Regions from separate parts of the Zea mays genome. Here region 2 is linked to region 1. The links are chromatin contacts, called in public Hi-C maps. All regions are on one chromosome and are shown on one strand. Each heading gives the region's core, a stretch centred on a gene start, on an enhancer-like site or on the middle of the called end of the contact. The rest is flanking DNA. Distances are from core to core; before and after follow the strand shown. Region 1 holds the start of LOC100276302. Region 2 has its middle 120 kb from the start of LOC100192848.

Region 1 (4,366 bases), core at 1,118-3,617:
GATACTTGTGAACTTGTTATATTGTGAACTTGTTATATCATGAATTGTGAACTTGTGGTCTTTGTGATATTTTGTCAACTTTGTTGTATTGTGAAGTTTGATATGTTTATCGATCGTATTTTAGATTTCGACCGTCACTGGTGTATTTTCCACACCAAACTTTCATTTCCGATGTTTCCGAAATACCGATATCGTTTCCGTTTCCGGAGTTACCGTTTTCGATTTTGTTTCCGATAATAAATATGAAAACGGTAATATTTTTAGTGTTTACCGACCATTTTCATTCCTAGCTGGGAGAGGCGGCTGGGACCTGAGAGAGGGAGCCAGCTGGCAGACGTGGGAGAGGCGGCTGGGAGGAGTTGGCTGGGAGTACGGAGAGATGGGAAAAGGAAGTGGGCTTAAACTAATGGGCTTGTTGGGCTGATTTATAGGTTGACTGGTCTAGTATTTTTCTTTGCTTTTATCATTTTCTCTTCTTTATTATTATTTTTATCCTAAATGTTTTCTTAAATATAAATATTTTTCTATTTTAAAATAAATTTAAGGGGTCGCCTCGCTTGACTGTTTAAAAGTTAAAAATGGATCTGTCAACTTAACTAACTATGGAATAGTTAACCAAAACTCAAACATATAAATAGATAACTCAAACTCAAATATATTCAATGATTACAAACCTTGGATTTCTTACAAGGAACATGTGTGCTAATCATCACATTCACACAAAAGGATATGCTGCATTACATTTCACATGCCAGGTAGATTCCATTCCAACACATTGGTCCTAAGTCTCTTGACCATGTCTGATGTCGAGAGGATGGTCTAAGCACAGATTCAGAAAATGTGCTATTCTACCACACGCTTAACTTAGAAAATTACCTTTCGAAGACAGGAGACGCAAAGCCTTACTGGCATTCTTCAAAACTGCATTTGACCTTGGGACACGATTTTTCCTATGCTCCAAGAAATCAAGGGCATTCTTCACGTGTTGCGTTGAACGGACATCTTTCAGCAGAATAGTTTCAGGCCTGACCGACCAACAACTGGCATAAGTATAATTTCAGGACTTTATATTTGATGACAGGAACATTAAACATACCCATCAGTTTTCATTCTCTTCTTTCTCCTCTGGACCTTCTGCTTTACATTTTCTTCCTCGGAATCTGATGCGAAGGTTTGCCTGATAATGTGAGATGAAGACCAAATAACCCATGAAGTCCAAGCTAAAAACAAAGATTTTAACAAAACTTGGTAGAGCAAGAGACGTGCTCATACTTCTCACGAGCTGCTAGAATTTCAATTACACTAGTGGGGAGCATGCCAGGCATAGTATTTGTCTCCTCATGCTCCTCACTTTTTTTAGTATCTTCATCTTCTACTTCCTTTGGCGCCTTCTTATCTGGTTTAGAGGATGTTCTTCGTTGGGCCCAACGTTTCCTCCGTTCCTTTCCTTCCCGTGTTACTCTGCAAAGACATCCCACATGGCCATATGGCATTATTATCTGTGCGATACAAAAATCAGATAACAAACAAGTTATAGCACACTGATGGCCTCAAGAAAGCAAGATTCAAATTGGTAATCCATGAGTTACACAAAAAAAAGAGTTAAACCCACAAATCCATAACAGATATACCATTGGACTGGATGGCCACAGAACCACACCACGAGTCATACACAAAACTATATAAACATCTAAAACAAAGAAAGTGTAGAAGTTAAAAGACCTACATTTTGGGCACAAACATTACAAACAAACATGTACAAGGAGATAGTTTTTACTGATTATTGAGCATCTCAGAGTCATTTGGTTATGGTCCAAAAGAAAATTTGTAACGGCACTTGCATCTACTACAACAAAGAGAGCGAATAAGTGAGTTACAGCAGGGAATAAGGAATCTAGCATAGTGAACGAAGACAAACAGAAAAAAGAACAGATCAAAGTAGCACATTTTTGCGGCAGAATGTCCATCCAGTAATCAACTGTAAAGTAAGCATAAGAAACACACCTGAGAACACTGTCTTTCTCGACTTTACTGGTCTCTTCGTGCTTCGCAACACCCTAAAGACAATAACAAGGCAAATCACTCAGTATTTTCTACATATCTCAGCACGGAGTATGAGGCATGAAGAAGAAACAGGATGACCATCGTGATCTACTCTCGCGTAGCGTCGGGTCCTAGAGGGGAGAGGACTAACGCACCTGCACAGCAGTGAGCTCCTCGGGAGCGCCGTCGGAATCGCTTCCGCTGTCCATTTGAGGCGGCTCCTGTCCGTTTCCCCTCTTTATTTTCACCGGATGAGAGCGCCGGGACCTTCCGCTGGCTGTACCAGCCGCCGCCACCGGGAGGGTTTTAATCGTTTGCGGACACACAGAGGCAGAGAGGGGGCCGAAGCCTAGCTGGGTATATGTTGGGCTTTGCTAATTTTGTCGGCTCAACACACGCGGATTTGGGCCTGTTGGGCCTATTCTGTATGCGGCTCGACTGAACAACCTTCGGCCTTTGACACGCAGTGGAAGAGAGGAGACTGGAGACCTAGCTGGATAACCCAACTTTTTCCACCCGCCGGAACACTGGTAACCCTCACGCCGGCGCAGCCGCAGCCGAGGCGCCATGAACAACCTCCGGAAGCGCATGATCTCCCTTCTCCTCCGGGCACCTGGATCACCATACGTCCCTTGCCCCCACTTCTTCCCGCTCTTCTATCCCCACCGCCTCCTCTCCGCCACCAAATGCGTCGCTACAAAACCATTCGCCGTCGAGGACTACCTCGTCGCCACATGCGGCCTCACCCAAGCACAGGCCCTCAAGGCGTCGAAGCATGTCTCCCATCTGAAGGATCCCTCGAAAGCCGACGCGGTCGTCGCCTTCCTCTCCAACCTCGGCCTGTCCAGCGCCGAGATCACCGACGTCGTGACCAGGGACCCCAAAGTCCTCTGCTCCGACGTGGAGAGATCCCTCACCGCTCGCGTCGCCGAGCTCACCGACCTCGGGTTTTCACGTCCGGAGATCGTCCGCCTTCTCATCGTTGGCATGAACCACTTCCGCCATAGCTCGCTTCGCCTCAATCTTGAGTTTTGGATCTCGGTCTTTGGCTCTCTCGACGAGCTCATTCGGGCGCTCAGAATTAACGCCGCTCTCCTCAGCACAAGGATTGAGGAGGTCTGCAAGCCCAACTTGGAGCTCCTTCAAGAGTGTGGTATAAATGTTTCTGATATCTCCAACAGCTTCATGTCCCGTGTGCTCACCAGGGACCCTAAGAGCCTGCAGGAAGCTTTGGCTCGCCTTCATGAGTTCAGAATCCAGCCGGGCTCTCAACCTTTCTTCCGTGGGCTTTATACATTTGCAATCCTTGGCAGCGGGAAGATAACCAAGAGCATTCAGCTGTTTGAGAAGCTTGGATGGTCAAAGGACCATATAGTATCAGCGGTGAAGAGAGACCCGACTATATTGGGTTTCACCGAGGAGAGGGTTCGAAGAAACATGGAATTCTTGATCAGGGTTGTCGGATTGGAGGTACCATACATCGCACGAAGGCCAGCGCTGATAAATTATAGTATTGACCGTCGGTTGTTGCCACGGAATTGCTTGATCAATTTTCTCAGGGCAAAGGGGTTGTTCAATGACGAGGCTAGTTTCCTTTCTGTCGCCGCTATAGGCGATGAGAAATTTCGGCGCCGATACGTGCATCCTTACGAGGAGGATTTTCCAGGCCTTGCTGCTGCTTTTGCTTCTAGCTGTGCTGGAGAACACCAATGGGAACGGCTATATAAGATGACAGGCGAAAATAAAGAAAGCTGACAATTGTTCTGGAAAGTACAATCAGGAACCTGCTGCAAGCCTTGTTTTTCATCACCATGGTCAGTCGTTTTGAAATCTAATTTTCTAGCATTTTGCTGCTGGCTACTGGCTTAGGTGTTATTAAATGTTTGATTAGTGGTATGGTATATTTCTTTCACTAGGTTCTATCTTGCTGCCTCCCTTCTGAGAAAGAGCTTCTCATGTGATGGCATCGTTACAAGTTTATTTATTAACTTGCAAGGATTATCTCAAGTTTTAGCCCAACTTTATTCCTGTGCTTCAGGAAGATTATTACGTTGGTGGTCTACTTCCCACCATGTTTTTTGTACCACAATCTATGAGCTCTCGAACACCAGGAACGGGTTTTTTTATTCCAAATTCTTCAGTCGACAATTGGTTTACTTGAGTGATCCTGGAAATGGAATTTTAGTCCTGCTAAGCACAATGGTACTTCGATGGGCTACGCTGCTTTTCTTGACATCGTATTTGGATGAATTTAGTTGCCTCCAAAATGGAATTAGTAAGTTGTTAATAGCTTCTCGCCCAGACAGGAACCATCAGACCCTAA
Region 2 (4,366 bases), core at 1,246-3,745, 190 kb before region 1:
GCACCAACTAGAGAAAGAGAGATAAATCAAAGAACTTGAGACAAAAAACGCGCTTTAGAATCGAGAACTTAACTCATACCGAAGAATCTTCCCTCTGATCGAAGGGGGAAGGCCTTGGGGCGCGAGATCGGAGTTGAAGCACTTTGAAAAGAAGGAGAGTTGTCGTCATTGGGTATAGGTTCGAGAGCCTTAGGGTTTATAAGTGGGGAAGGAAGGTTTTTATAGCTCCCTCAAATCAGATCTGGTTGATTCTGGGCGACTACACAAATCCCAGTTGAACCGATACTCAATAGAGGACTCTCTGTAAATTCTCGGTTGAACCTGAATTTAAAATTATGTTTGAATCCTAAAATTTCTAGAGAAGAACCTGATGAATCCCGATTGAACCGGCATAGAACCCAGTTGAACTGGTATGCATAGGAAAACTCAGATTTTGAAGGGAGAGGGGCAGAAAGCAAATGGTGACTTCACAAGTTTTAAAACAAGATTTTTGAAGCGGATAAACTTAGTTTGTGCATACCATCCTTACCTCGCGAAAGAACTATGCATATGGAGATCTCTATTACTAAGATAGGACAATCAAAACACTTGGGAATCTTCGCTAGAAGCCATGCAGATCTTTACTTTTCATCGCTTGGTTTCTTGTTAGCTCATTTATTTCATTCCTGTGCATCCTTAGTTGTGCCCTTGATCACTTTTCTTTACGCAATAATGTTCCTATTAATCATTATGATTTGCATAGGCTAATTTTGATGGGACCCAATAGGTCACCCTAGTTTGGTCATCTTTATACCATATTTACCACTGAACTTTCGGGTAGTACCTACTATTGCTTTATGTGATTTTGGGTGTTAAGATACACATTATTCATGATCATGCTTTTATTACAAATGAGTTATTTACTGTTCATGACAAGATCATTATGTTAATTTGAACATGGAGCGACCACCTGGGAAAACAGTGCTACCACAAGAGTGGTATGGGACGCCCTTGACTGACTAATTAGGAAAGCTAGTGGAGGACTACCTTACCCGAAAGGGGCAAGGGCGGTAGGGGAGTTGTCGGTATAGGGAGGTTCTCGAGTTGATTTTGCTGAGATGGCTTTTCAGACGGGGGATTCCTATATTGCGCTCCTAAGAAACCGTAGTGGGTTTTCTGAAGCTAGTGAAACTTTGTAAAGGTCTCATAGTGTTACCCTGCCTCACTTCCTTGGTAGAGGTGTATGGGGCCCGTACAACCCCGTGGCAGATGGGTAACATGATTGGTGGGTAAAGATGTGCATCCTCTGCAGAGTGTAAAACTGGTATATCAGTCATGCTCACAGTCATGATGTAACACCCAAATTGTAAATAATAAGGAATAAGTTGATCTCATTATATGTTTTGCCCTCTATTTATTAGCTCATGTGAACAACCACATTTAAAAAGAGTAATTAGCCAATGACACTTAAATAATCTATGCATCATGTTGAAGTTTATTTGTGTGTATTTGATAGCAATAAAAATAATATTAACAGAAATACATTAGTAGCCCAATTTGGATTTAAAGACCTAATTGGAATTCTAGAATTTGGAGAAAGAGAAGGAAAATACTATACAAAAAAGAGAAATAAATATACAAATACATAAAACCCTCGCATACTGGTGTGCTCAATTTGTACATTTAAAATGAGTACAAATTCACAATTAAATTTGAAATCCAAAAATAAAAATAAAAAGAAAAGCAAAAAGGAAAAAGAAAAGGGAAATTAAAAAGGAAAAAGGCGCGTGGGCCGAATTCATCAAGCCGGCCCAGTTACCTCCACGCTACTGCGACCCAGCCGGCTTCCGTGCGCCGACATGCGGGGCCCTGCGGTCAGCTGGACTTGTCGCCTGAACGTGATCACCACTGACTGGCGCACAGGCCCACACGTCAAGCAGCTCTACTGCTCTTCCCGGGCGCGTCGGCGCAACCTCCCCCACGAAATCCGCACACGCTTGCGCCCATCTCACCAACTATGACCGCGTGACCCGCCCGCCTATATAGCCAACCCGACCTCGCCGCTCTTGCCTCAATCCATACCGCGAGAAGGTCTCGGGAGCGATACCGAGGGAGAAGAGAGACCCGCCGCCGCCTTATTTACTCGGCATCACCGGAGCACGACCATTGGGTTGCCAGGGGTGCTAACTAAGACTGGTGGAACCGATTGGTGGGGTTTCGAGGCTCGGTGACCGACCGTGGAATACCCAATTGCTCACCGGAGTGCTCTACTCGCAGCAAAGCCGCTATTTGCCATGGGCAGCTCTCTGGGCATCAAATCCATCACAGGTGAGTCTCTAGTCGCATCCGCCACGTACGTAGCACCGTGGTATACCTGTTAATTTGGGGTTTAGGGGCTTGGGCACAATTCGGTCGTGATTGCCGGTGAATCTGCGTTGGGCGCCGTCGCCCTGCTCGGTTAGGGTTGAAGACGAGCTTGCATCCATCAGATTAGTAATGAACGGTCCGGATCTGATCTACACTCTAGACTAGCTAGAAGTGCCCTGGACCGTTGATCAAAGGACCGACGGAGTAGATCGAATGGGGAACAACGGTTAAAGGGAAAAAACAGCGTGGCATGTCCGATCGGGATCGAACGGACGGGGCTTACCATCGTACTTCATTAAATTGTGGTCGTAGATCTTAGATTCGAGGGTCATGTGTGTTTACCGGTTCGCATAGGATACCGATTTAATCAGGGATGCACATCTTCGATCCATCGGCCAGAACGCGATGATACTCCTTCACGGCGACAACTTTGCTAAAGAGCCCCTGGGAATTAACTAATCGACCCGCCGTCCAGACGGTGGGTATGGCGGTACAAATAGGTCCCTGAAAGTTACAGTTTAAACCCTATGCTCTCTGGAATTCATGGCCACAGTCCAATCAATTATTAATTAAATGAAAATATAATCAAAATGAATTCCTTATATAAAAGCAATTCGAGAATCGTATTTAATTCCTAGAAAATCCATTAACTCCTTTTTAATCCATTCCAGTTGCAATAATTTTGTATTAACATTATCTATCACCTGATAACTCTGTTTTAGCATGAAACCTAGGGTAAAATTATTCACTTGGTTAATTGTGTACCAAACACATAAAGACTTCGATTAATTTTTGTTCCTACGATCTCGTTGCGATGCGTAGAATATTATCATGCAGTATATTCCTCTGTTTGGTGTGTGTCACACTCGGTTTTGAAGGTAACCCGAATGCGAACCATGTACGTGTCAGGATAAAAAACTCACGTACATAGCGATTACATAATTGGACATCATCACACAATGCTCAAAGTAAATAGCGGAAAAGTACTTTATTACAACAAGATGTCCAAGACATCCACTGAGTCTATAACATAGTCATTAACATTAATATCGAAGTGCGGAAATACGAAACGTAGAAGATAAGGCCTTCACAGGCAGCTGGCTGGGGGTTTGCCACTAAGATAAACTAAAACTCATTGTAGTCCTGAAACTCTTCAAAGTCCTCCATGTTGCCAGCATCTCCTCCTGAGCACTGAGTACAATGGGGACAACCTGGAGTGGGGTGGTTTGTAAAGCAAGGGTGAGTACACATCAACGTACTCAGCAAATGTCCCGTTTGGCTAAAGTGGACTTGTTGTATGTGGAGTTAATGCTAAGCAGTTGGTTTTAGTTGGTCAAGTATTTATAACTATTAGTAGAGCCAAATTTTAGTAATACACCAAGTTATTACTCAAATGTACTCCCTCCAAGAGAAAATATCAGAGATCATAATTATACCATCATCATTAATCATCAACATAAAGTAACCAAAGTTCTTCTAATCAAAGAGGATACCAAGGCCGCTCTTAACCGTGAGCATGGCTGATATATCAGTTTCTAACACTCTACAGAGGTCACACACTTTACCCACAAGCCATGATTCCCATTCTGCCCGGAAAGAGCCAATCTCCATTGACCACTACCTAGGTGGCCTAGCACTGTATCACTACGTAGCCTTTACATAGATTTCCTAGAGGTCATAGCCGCCCGTTAGATTTCTCCGGTTTGATAAACACAGTACCTCTCCCCAAAGGAAGGGTGACTAACAAAACCAAATCAAGAACCTCTGCAACCAGCCTCGGTAGAGCAAGTACTGTGCCCGAACCCCATTGATGGCCCTACGATGAAGCCAACTACTCCTCTTGTTCCTCTAATTAATCAGCTAAGGGCATCCTATTCCACCCTCGTGGTTGCACTTTTATCCCCGGCGTCGCTCCCCAAACAGGTCCTTACGGAGAGGTACTCAGGAAAATGGCCTAAGTCCCCTAACGTATCACAAGAATATAATCGGGATAACATCATCGTATCATAAGTATTCACAT

The links. A called contact is a pair of places that touch in the nucleus more often than the background predicts.
Region 2: a contact with region 1 is called in a Hi-C map of tassel, with 2.1 times the contacts expected there. The contact joins the enhancer-like site here to the promoter of LOC100276302 in region 1. A contact is called at or near these places in 2 of 25 Hi-C or Micro-C datasets (ear and tassel).

Annotation. Positions count from the first base shown.
Region 1 is chr5:99,422,547-99,426,912 of Zm-B73-REFERENCE-NAM-5.0, reverse strand. It overlaps LOC100276302, which reads right to left and starts at 2,367. Exons shown (of 5, transcript NM_001150125.3): 1 at 2,199-2,367; 2 at 2,005-2,057; 3 at 1,273-1,461; 4 at 1,097-1,177; 5 at 609-1,025. The coding sequence starts at 2,252. The coding sequence ends at 860. It overlaps LOC100275501, which reads left to right and starts at 2,562. Exons shown (of 2, transcript NR_175981.1): 1 at 2,562-3,857; 2 at 3,960-4,334.
Region 2 is chr5:99,613,665-99,618,030 of Zm-B73-REFERENCE-NAM-5.0, reverse strand. No RefSeq gene overlaps it. Among protein-coding and RNA genes, the nearest start is that of LOC100192848, 120 kb to the left of the region's middle. Within about 2 kb of position 2,495, at least 20 of the 20 cell types and tissues checked have an H3K27ac peak or open chromatin away from gene starts, as enhancers often do. A contact at or near this core is called in ear and tassel, where this site is marked.